Linked DNA regions of Sus scrofa: all the other regions are linked to region 1. A link is a contact called in public Hi-C and promoter capture Hi-C data. All regions are on one chromosome and are shown on one strand. Each heading gives the region's core, a stretch centred on a gene start, on an enhancer-like site or on the middle of the called end of the contact. The rest is flanking DNA. Distances are from core to core; before and after follow the strand shown.

Region 1 (2,845 bases), core at 185-2,684:
GCTATCCCTGGTCCCAGGGCCACCCACTCTTACTTGGCTGGTGTAAGGGCCTCCCAGTTGGCCTCCCAGTCCCTGCCCTGGCCCTTCTGTCTACTGCTCACTTGTCAGCCAGTGAGTCGTTCAGAAAGCAAGTAGGCCACTATCGCTCCTGGGCTCAAAATCCCTCAGGCCCCGTCCTACTGAGTCAAAGCCAAGTCCATATGCTGGCTCCTTACCTCTCTGATGTCCTCTTCGGACCTTCTCGTGGACCCTCTACACCAGGCCTCTGGCCATTCTCTGAACACACCAAGTTGCTGCCCCAGGACCTTTGCACGTGCCAGCTGCAGTCTGGACCACCCTTCCCAGAGCTCCACGTCTCACTACCTCATCTCCTTTGCTCTTGACTCAGATGTCCCTGCCTGGTGAGGCCTCCCCTGGCCACCTGGTTGAAAACCGAGGCTCCACCCCCGCCCCAGATATACCCATTCTCCACATGTTTCCTGTTTTGCTTCACCACCACGTGGCATTCTATGTATTTGTCCTTTGAATATCTGTTCGCTCCCACGGGAGTGTAGGGGTTATGCCTCTGTTGGTCTCTGTGGGCCCCCAGCACCCACGTGTGCCCCACAAAGGATGCTCAACACATATTTGCTGGGTGCATGAACCCCGGGTCCTGGAGTCAGAAACCTCCCACCAGATGCGTCACGCATCCCTGGGGCTCGGCCTGGCCCCTGCCTCCACATGTCAACATCCTGCGGGGAGAGATCACGGATCAGGCTCCCAGAACCTTCCATGAAAGATGCCACATGGGTCAGACCACACTGGCTGGTTTCCAGAACCCTGGAGGCTCCTACCTCTCCTGGTTCCCCACGGCCCCCCTGCAAGTTGAGGGCCCACTTTACAGACAAAGAAACTGAGGCTGGGAGGATGGCAGGGGCGCCAACAAGCAAGGGCCTAAACCTAGCCTCCTTCCCAGGGCTTTGCCCAGCCTGGCAGGCAGGAGAGTAGAAGCTGGGCTGGGCGATTGCAGCTGTGCCGAGAGCGGCGGTAGGAAACTGAAAGGGGGAATGAGAAACGGCTTGGGGGCTGGGGTACCCGAGTCCTCCCTCCCAGAGGCTCCCTTCCATGACCCCCAGTTCTGTTCCCCAGTGCAGGGCTGGGGCCCTGGGTTATTCCCCTCATGGCCTTCACCCCTGCTCTGTCCCCCGCCCCCAGGGTTCCCATGGGGCCCTGGGTTGGCACAGGGCTGTTGATTCATAGGGAAGGAACCCCAGCCAGTGTCCCCACTGCCAGGCACCTCTGGAGACCGCACCTCCTTCCCCTGGAGAAAAAGCCCTTGTAAAAGCATTAACCAGTGACTGGCAGTGAGAGGCGGCTGGAGATAAGACAGACCTTTTTACAACCAGATAAGCTGACAATAGCGTCCGGCCCCTTAAATGTGGTCCAGCCCCAGGCCGGCTGGAGCAGATGCCCAGCTGGCTTGCAAAAGATAAGGGGACAGAACGGTGGTCTTCCTGAGCTGGCCTCCTCCCCAGAAATGGAGGGGGATGGTGGGGGCGACAGCAGAAGTGCCCTGGACGGGGACTGGGCTGGGGAAGGCCGTGGGTAAATGGTGACATTTGTGGTGACTTCTGGGGCTGCAGGGGCTCCAGACCGTCGGCTTGTGTTCTGTGTCTGTGCTTCTTGTCTGTTCTCCTTTTACTGCAAGTGAAGAAGTGGCCTCAGAGGAGCAAGGAGGGCTTCTGTGTCCCTGTCGCTCTCTGGGTGTGGTCTCTGTGTCACCCTGGAACAGACACCCCCTCCCCTGTCATCCTGTCTGACCACCCCCACTCCTCCCTACAGCTCTAGGCAAGCATCGCCCACCTGAGTCCTGGGAAGCAGAGTGTGTTTCCCCACGTTTCCCAGGAAAGAGGGCACCCACTGACCTCAAGGTCAGGAGGTCAGAAACACCAACCCTGAGCCATGCCCAGGCTTGCTGGGCCTGGAGCAGGACAGGTGGGGCCAGCCTAGATGTCCCCAGGGACCTGGAGGGGGGTGGGCCCCCACAGAACAATCTGGGGACAGGGAGGGGACCCTCTAGATGCTGAGCCTGCCACCAGCCTCAAGCTGAAGCTACCAAAACAAAGATGCCCCGCAGAAGTCAGAGGATGTGGGGGGAGCTGGGGGAATGGGGGGACAGGGGTCCTGGTCTCACAGCTCTCCCAGGACCCTAGCCCTGGATTCAAGATGCCTGTGGGTCACTGCCTGCTAGGCAGCACTGGGGCAGGGCTGGGGATCTTGTGGCTCTGGCAGCCACAGCATGGCCATCCCCCACATCCCACAGGAGAGACAGTGGGTGACGACAGCCACTTGGGAAGTCCTGTTCTTCCAATATCCTGGGAGGCCGAGCCACCGCCTCCATTTTTCAGAAGAGGCAAGTTGAGGCCACAGAGAAAACATGATTTGCCCAAGGTCCCTGGGGTAACTGTGGCTCCCCGGGCCTTTGGGAACCTGATTGGACTCTGACGGCGAATCCCAACCATCCACTCCTGCCTAGAAGCTGCCCTAAGCAGAAGAAAGCCCTCCATGGGGCTGCCAGCCCCTTACCTGGTTCCCTGGGGGACACACCTGAGCACAGTTCTCAGGGGCTCCCCCTAGAGGACGCCACCAGAACAGCGTGGCTGGAGGCCAGACGTCCCCCATTCGCCTGGTGGGGGGGAGGTGAAGGAGACCCTCGGAGCACCTGGGTGAAGCCTAGCTGCTGTCCTCAGATGTGTGCTTAGCTGTCCTTAAACACTAAGCCACGCCTGTGTAGTTAGAAAAAAATCAAATGATCAGGGAACATAAAGCAAAAATTCTCTCTTCCCCTCACCCCCGGACCCGAGAC
Region 2 (2,845 bases), core at 157-2,656, 230 kb before region 1:
GTCCTCAAGGCACTGTCCACCCGGCTCCCTGGGCTCTGGGAACACAGAGGTGGCTGAGAATCCCAGCTACCCTCGGGTCTCTCACTGCTGGAAGCCCCTGCAAGCGCAGGGAGGGTGGAAAGAAGCCCAAAAGCAGCATGGTGGCTACAGTCACCCAGGGCGGCCAGGCGGCCCCCTTCAACCCTACGGGCTGCTAGTTACAGGCTGAGTATCTTGGGCACGTCACTTAACACCGCTCTCAGCCACAGTCCTTCCCATAGGAAATCAGGAATAGTAAGAGATGATGCTACCTAACAGGCTCATTGTGCAAATTAAACACATAAGCTGCAGAGTTCCCACTGTGGCTCATTGGTAACGAACCCAACTAGTATCCATGAGGATGAGGGTTCGATCCCTGGCCTCGCTCAGTGGGTTAAGGATCTGGCCTTGCCACGAGCTGTGGTGTAGGTTGTGCAGTGGAGGCTCGGTGGCCAGCAGCTACAGCTCTGACTCCGGCCCCTCGCCTAGGAATAGGAGCCCCCTGTTAAAGATTTATGATCACAGTATTTTCAGCCAGAGGAGAAGGACATTAACTGGGCAGACAAACCCCCCAGAGGATGCCCAGGAGGGCCGAATTCCCCCACCTGGGAGGTGAGCGACGCCCATTTCTTTCGAGTAACTTCTAATATGTACACCGGGACAAAACACTGAGGCTGGGGTGGGTGTCCGTGCTCAACAGCCTAGGAAACGTTAGCTTTTCGGAGTTTTCGTTCTCTTATCTGCAAAGCGGGCATGTCACCCGGCTCTCAGGAATGCTCAGAGAAAACACAACCCGGAAAAGCAAACCGAATCCGGAAAAGATTAGGCGCAGGGAATAGCGAAACCACTGGAGGGCCACCCCCCCCGCGCGGCCCGCCCGCCTCCCGGGCCCCGCCCTGCCCGTCCCCCACCCCGTCCCCCGGCCCCACCTCGCCCCTCCGGCCCCGCCCGCCCCCCGCGACCCCCGGCCCCCGCCCCCACCTCGCTCCTCCGGCGCCGCCCCGCCCGCCGCGCCCGCCTCGAAGGCGTCCAGGCGCCGCAGCAGGTCCTGGCGCCGCAGGGAGACGAGCAGCTCGCGCAGCAGCGCAGTGTGCTCGGGACTCAGCTCGTTCTGCTCCAGGAGCACGGAGAAGAGGTCCACGCCGCTCTGCACGCGCTCCAGCTTCCTCTTGCCCACGCGTCCCTGGCACAGGAACTTGAGCTCGGTCAGCTCGCTGCTTGACAGGCTGGCCGACACCGAGTGCAGCAGCACCAGGAACGGGTCCATGGCGGCGGGTGCGGGCTGCTGCCCGCTCGCCGGCCCGCGCTCCGGCAGACCGGGTCCCCCGCCTCCTCACGCGCCGGAGCTCCTCCGTCTGGCAGCCGCAGCTCCCACTTTGCCCGCCCTGCGCCCCGCCACCGGAAGTCTGCCGCAAACCCGCTTTCTCTCGCGAGAACGCCCCCGACCCGCGCATGCGCCCCGAGCCCAACCGTGGACAGCTCCTCCCGGGAGGCGTGCGCGGCCGCAAGGGGGCGCTTCGGACACGCTGGCGGAGGGGCCTTGGGACGGCCTCTGCGCCTGCGCCCTGCCGACCTTCTCCCTCCGGGTTGGCCTGTGTGGCCTTGGGGGTCCCGAGAGCTAGGGCCCCTGCTGGGGGGCACCCGCCTTCGTTTCCTGTGGAGTGTTGCACTGCGGATGCCGATAATAAATGCATTTCTCTATTAACATTTGCGAAAAGGCCTGTCCTTTGGTGCCCCCTGGACTTCTGTGTGCAGTAAAAACTTCAGAGGTTTTAGCGTTTCATAAATACTTGATTTTTAATGTTACCGTCATTATTTTCGAATGCTTATTAACGTTTATTAAGCGCCTACTGTCTGCCACGCAGTAGGTTCTGGAGACAAATTTGGGAACAAAGTGCGGAATTCCCCCCTGCCCGGAGCTTACAGCATCAGTACCCAAAGTTACGTAATACAGGTCAGCAAGACAGAAGTTAGCAGGACCCAGGGCCAAGGGGAGGGGGGGATGGGAGTGTGGCGGGGGGGCGGGGTCAGAGTCGGCCTCCTGCTGCAGGTGCGGGGAAGAGGAGGCAGGTGCGCAGGTGAGCCCGGAAGAGGGCGGGGCGGGGCGGAAGCCAGGGCAGAGGCACGGGGAGGGGGACGAGGTGGCGGGAGCCGAGCCTGGGAGGCAGGGCGTGGTCGGCAAGGGGAAGGCAGGAATTAGGAGCCGCCAGGTTGGGCTTTACTGCTCCAGAGATAAGCCCCTGCAGGGGAGGAGAGGAGGGGTGAAGCCTTTTATAAGTTACCTGGGGGTAGGGGTGGGGAATGAATATGTATATATTAATGTATATTAGATATAAAATCGAGGTGCAATTCACGTTCCCTACAACTCACTGCTTTACAGTGTACAATGTAGTCATTTTTAGTATATTCATAAAGTTCTGTAACTGCCACCATTAGCTAATTTTAAAACATTTTCATCACCCAGGTGGAAACCTGGTACCCATTAGCAGTCACTTCCTCCTTCCTCCCTCCCCACTCCTTTCTCCAGCCCCTGGCAACCGCTAATTTACTCCTGACTCTTTGGATTTGACTCTTCTGGACCTTTCGTGTAAGTGGAACCATACACTGCTTGGTCTTTTGTGCCTTTTTTTTTTTCCCCCCTGCACCAGCAGCATTGCAGAACTTCCCAGGCCAGGGACTGAAACTTAGCCACAGCAGTGATGACACTGGATCTTTAACCCACTGCGCGGGTGGGGAAATCCACTGTGCTTGGCTTCTTTAAATGAGCGTGACATCTTCAAGAGTCATCCGCGTTGAAGCATGTGACAGTACTCTGTTCCCTTGTGTG
Region 3 (2,845 bases), core at 105-2,604, 160 kb after region 1:
GCGCAGGGGTTGGAGGAATAATGAGGAAGAATCAGTGTTGAGCCAAAGCCCTCTAGGACAAACACCCCCTTTCCCGCCAGGGCATCTTCTGGATGCTGGCTCCTTTTTCAGAGCCTCATTAGCGGAGGGAGGCCCTTCATCGAGGTGGCCCCACCCTCGCAGGGCCCATCACTGCCGCTCTGCCCTCCCCACCAGGTAAGGAGCTCCCGGTCTCCCCACCCTGCAAACAGCGCGCCCGGGGATCCCGGGACCAGACCTACTACAAAAGGCACCTCGAAAGCGGAGGACCTTCCCTGCGCCCCGAAAAAAAAAGTCAGTTTCCCAGTCTGCAGCTCGCAAGCCCACCCTGCCACGACCGCCCTGCCAGGTTCGATCTCCGGGGTCCCTCCGTCTTTGCAGAGGCAGGACGGCGACTGGGCGCAGAGCCAGCCGGGGCCGAAACCGGGGCTGAAGCGCCATCTAGCGCTCGCCCGGGCGATTCCATTGTTCCTCCGCGAGCCGAGGTCGCGCTCGGCCCCCAGTTGGGGGACAATTTACCGGGGTAAAAAGCGGCTGCGGGCAGGGATCGCGAGAACATAAAGCCAGAGAACACAGAGGGTCGGAGCTGCAGGGGACATTCTGGTGGCTGGCTTTACCTCTGGAGTTTCGAGGGGTTGGGACCGTGGTGGGAGGGAGTGGATGTGGCTTTTTAGGGGAAAAGGCCCCAAAGCCGAGGCAAGATTTTTCCCACAGGGAGCGAAGGGTTGGGAAGTTCAGTGTCCCCCGCCCCCCCCCGCCCCCCCCAGTCTCCGGCCCCAGGAAGCCTGCTGCGCGCCCCTGCTAGCGCCCCGCGACCAGCGCATTCCCCGGGGACCCCGTGGCCTGGGGCTGGGCTCCGTTGTCGTCTAGATTTCTTTATAAAATCAATCTCGCCCAGCCGAGAGCGACCTGGCTCCAGCCTCGTCCCCGCGCGCGGGAAGGAGCCTCCACCCCCCCAAGCCTCCAGCAAAGCGGGGCCTCCTCCTCCCTCAGATCGGGGCGGCCTGGGCGGGGTCACCCGGGCAGGGCCCTGGGAGGGGCTGGGCGGAGGCGGAGTGTGAGTGGGTGTGTGTGTTGGGGGGCGGAGGGCTGATGCAATCTCGATAAGAAATGCTTAGCGTCTCGGGCTTCCAGGGCGGGTAACAGACGCGCTATATAAGGTCGCCGGCCTCGGGCCGCCGCGCCGTCGGAGCAGGAGCGCTAAGCACCCCGGTGCCCGGGAGCGCACGGCTGCTCTCGCCTCCGCTCGCTCAGCCCCGCAGGGCCTCTCGGCGGCCGCCCAGCCTCTCGCACCCTCCCGAACTGCGCCCTGAGCCCCGAGCCCGAGGGAGGCGCGATGCGGAGCGCTCCGAGCCGGTGCGCGGTGGTCCGCGCCCTGGTCCTGGCCGGCCTCTGGCTGGCCGCAGCCGGGCGCCCCCTAGCCTTCTCGGATGCTGGGCCGCACGTGCACTACGGCTGGGGCGAGTCGGTCCGCCTGCGGCACCTGTACACTGCGAGTCCCCACGGCGTCTCCAGCTGCTTCCTGCGCATCCACTCAGACGGCCCCGTGGACTGCGCGCCGGGACAGAGCGCGCACAGTGAGTGCCCGCCGGGCCCCCACCCGCCACAGTGCCCCTTCCTGCCTTTACCTCCCTCAGCCCCCCACTCCCGGGAACCCCAGGTCTTGGCCCTTCCGCCCCCTCCCGGGATCCCCCGACTGCAGGAGGAGCTGGGGGAGGGGGCGATGCGTGCTTGGACCTACTGCACCCACGCGCTACCCTCCCTCCCCTCGCCCCTCTTCGGCTCCTGCGGACCGACCCCCATTCCTCGGAACGCCAGATCTTGGCACCTGGGTGTCCTCCTCCCTCGCCGGGCCCCCAGACTTCGAGAGGGACTGGGGGAGTTGGGGGGTGGGGCACGGGCCCGAACACCGACCAACCACATCCACGTGTGGTGGGCCTCGCGGGTCGCGGCTGCAGTGTTTTGCTGTCTTCGCGCCCAGGTTTGATGGAGATCAGGGCAGTCGCGCTGAGTACCGTGGCGATCAAGGGCGAGCGCAGCGGCCGTTACCTCTGCATGGGCGCCGACGGCAAGATGCAAGGGCAGGTGAGTGTCTCCGGCCCGCAGGAAGCTAGCTGGGACCGGCGCCTTTGGGGGAGGCGGGCGCCCGGGCTCGAATCCGGGGTTTCCTGGCTTCCTCCTGCTGGAATGCGTGGAGCTGTGAGGCGCACACACACAGCAAGGACCACATGAAGCTAACGTCCGACTTTCTAACATGGAAGTTGAGGGTTGGAGAATGTGAGACCCGCCTTAGCATTTCCACTTGAACCGAAGGGGGGTCCAGTTGGCTGGAGGAAGCCATCCCTGGGCTCTTTGATATGAAATGGGGGAAATCCACCTTGGCCTTTTCGGCTTCGGCCTGTGCCTGCGTGGGGCTTGCCTCCGCCTCCCTCTCTGCAGTTTTTATTTGTTTGCTTTAAAGAAAGGGAAAGGGAGTATCCACAACTCGGATCTTTTTTAAAAAGCAGGTCTTCAAATTAGTCAGTAGAAAAATCACATTTGCGGTGGAAGAGATTTTTAAAAATTAGCTTTTGTGCATCAGAAGCTGTGGGTTTTGCAGCATCCGAATGAGGGTGATATTGCTGGGTCAGTGCTCGTCCTGGGCTGGGGCTCACCTGTACTGCAGAGGCTTTTGGGGGGAGGCCGGCGGCGGGCTGGGAAGGCCCAGGTGACCACAGAGGTCTCAGGGCAGAAAGTGTGCAGAGGCTGGGTCTCTGGTTGCCGGAACAAAGGCTGAGGGTTCAAAGGGAGCCCTGCCCCCGGGCGCACAGAGGAGGCTGTGTGAGGT

What was found. Promoter capture Hi-C pulls out the DNA fragments that hold promoters and counts their contacts. A called contact is a pair of places that touch in the nucleus more often than the background predicts.
Region 2: a promoter capture Hi-C map of fetal liver shows a contact between it and region 1, with 7 times the contacts expected there. The contact joins the promoter of FADD here to the enhancer-like site in region 1. A contact is called at or near these places in 5 of 5 promoter capture datasets (fetal liver, fetal skeletal muscle, liver and 1 more), 25 of 47 Hi-C or Micro-C datasets (alveolar macrophages, blood, brain and 15 more) and 2 of 2 datasets of contacts at active chromatin or transcription factors (alveolar macrophages and skeletal muscle).
Region 3: a Hi-C map of fetal liver shows a contact between it and region 1, with 2.8 times the contacts expected there. The contact joins the promoter of FGF19 here to the enhancer-like site in region 1. A contact is called at or near these places in 3 of 5 promoter capture datasets (fetal liver, fetal skeletal muscle and liver) and 15 of 47 Hi-C or Micro-C datasets (alveolar macrophages, embryonic fibroblasts, epiblast stem cells and 9 more).

Annotation. Positions count from the first base shown.
Region 1 is chr2:3,419,412-3,422,256 of Sscrofa11.1, forward strand. No RefSeq gene overlaps it. Among named protein-coding and RNA genes, the nearest start is that of ANO1, 47 kb to the left of the region's middle. Within about 2 kb of position 1,435, at least 3 of the 83 cell types and tissues checked have an H3K27ac peak or open chromatin away from gene starts, as enhancers often do. A contact at or near this core is called in fetal liver, where this site is marked.
Region 2 is chr2:3,193,414-3,196,258 of Sscrofa11.1, forward strand. It overlaps FADD (Fas (TNFRSF6)-associated via death domain), which reads right to left and starts at 1,407. Exons shown (of 2, transcript NM_001031797.1): 1 at 1,000-1,407. The coding sequence starts at 1,285.
Region 3 is chr2:3,581,673-3,584,517 of Sscrofa11.1, forward strand. It overlaps FGF19 (fibroblast growth factor 19), which reads left to right and starts at 1,355. Exons shown (of 3, transcript XM_003122420.3): 1 at 1,355-1,595; 2 at 2,000-2,103. The coding sequence starts at 1,355.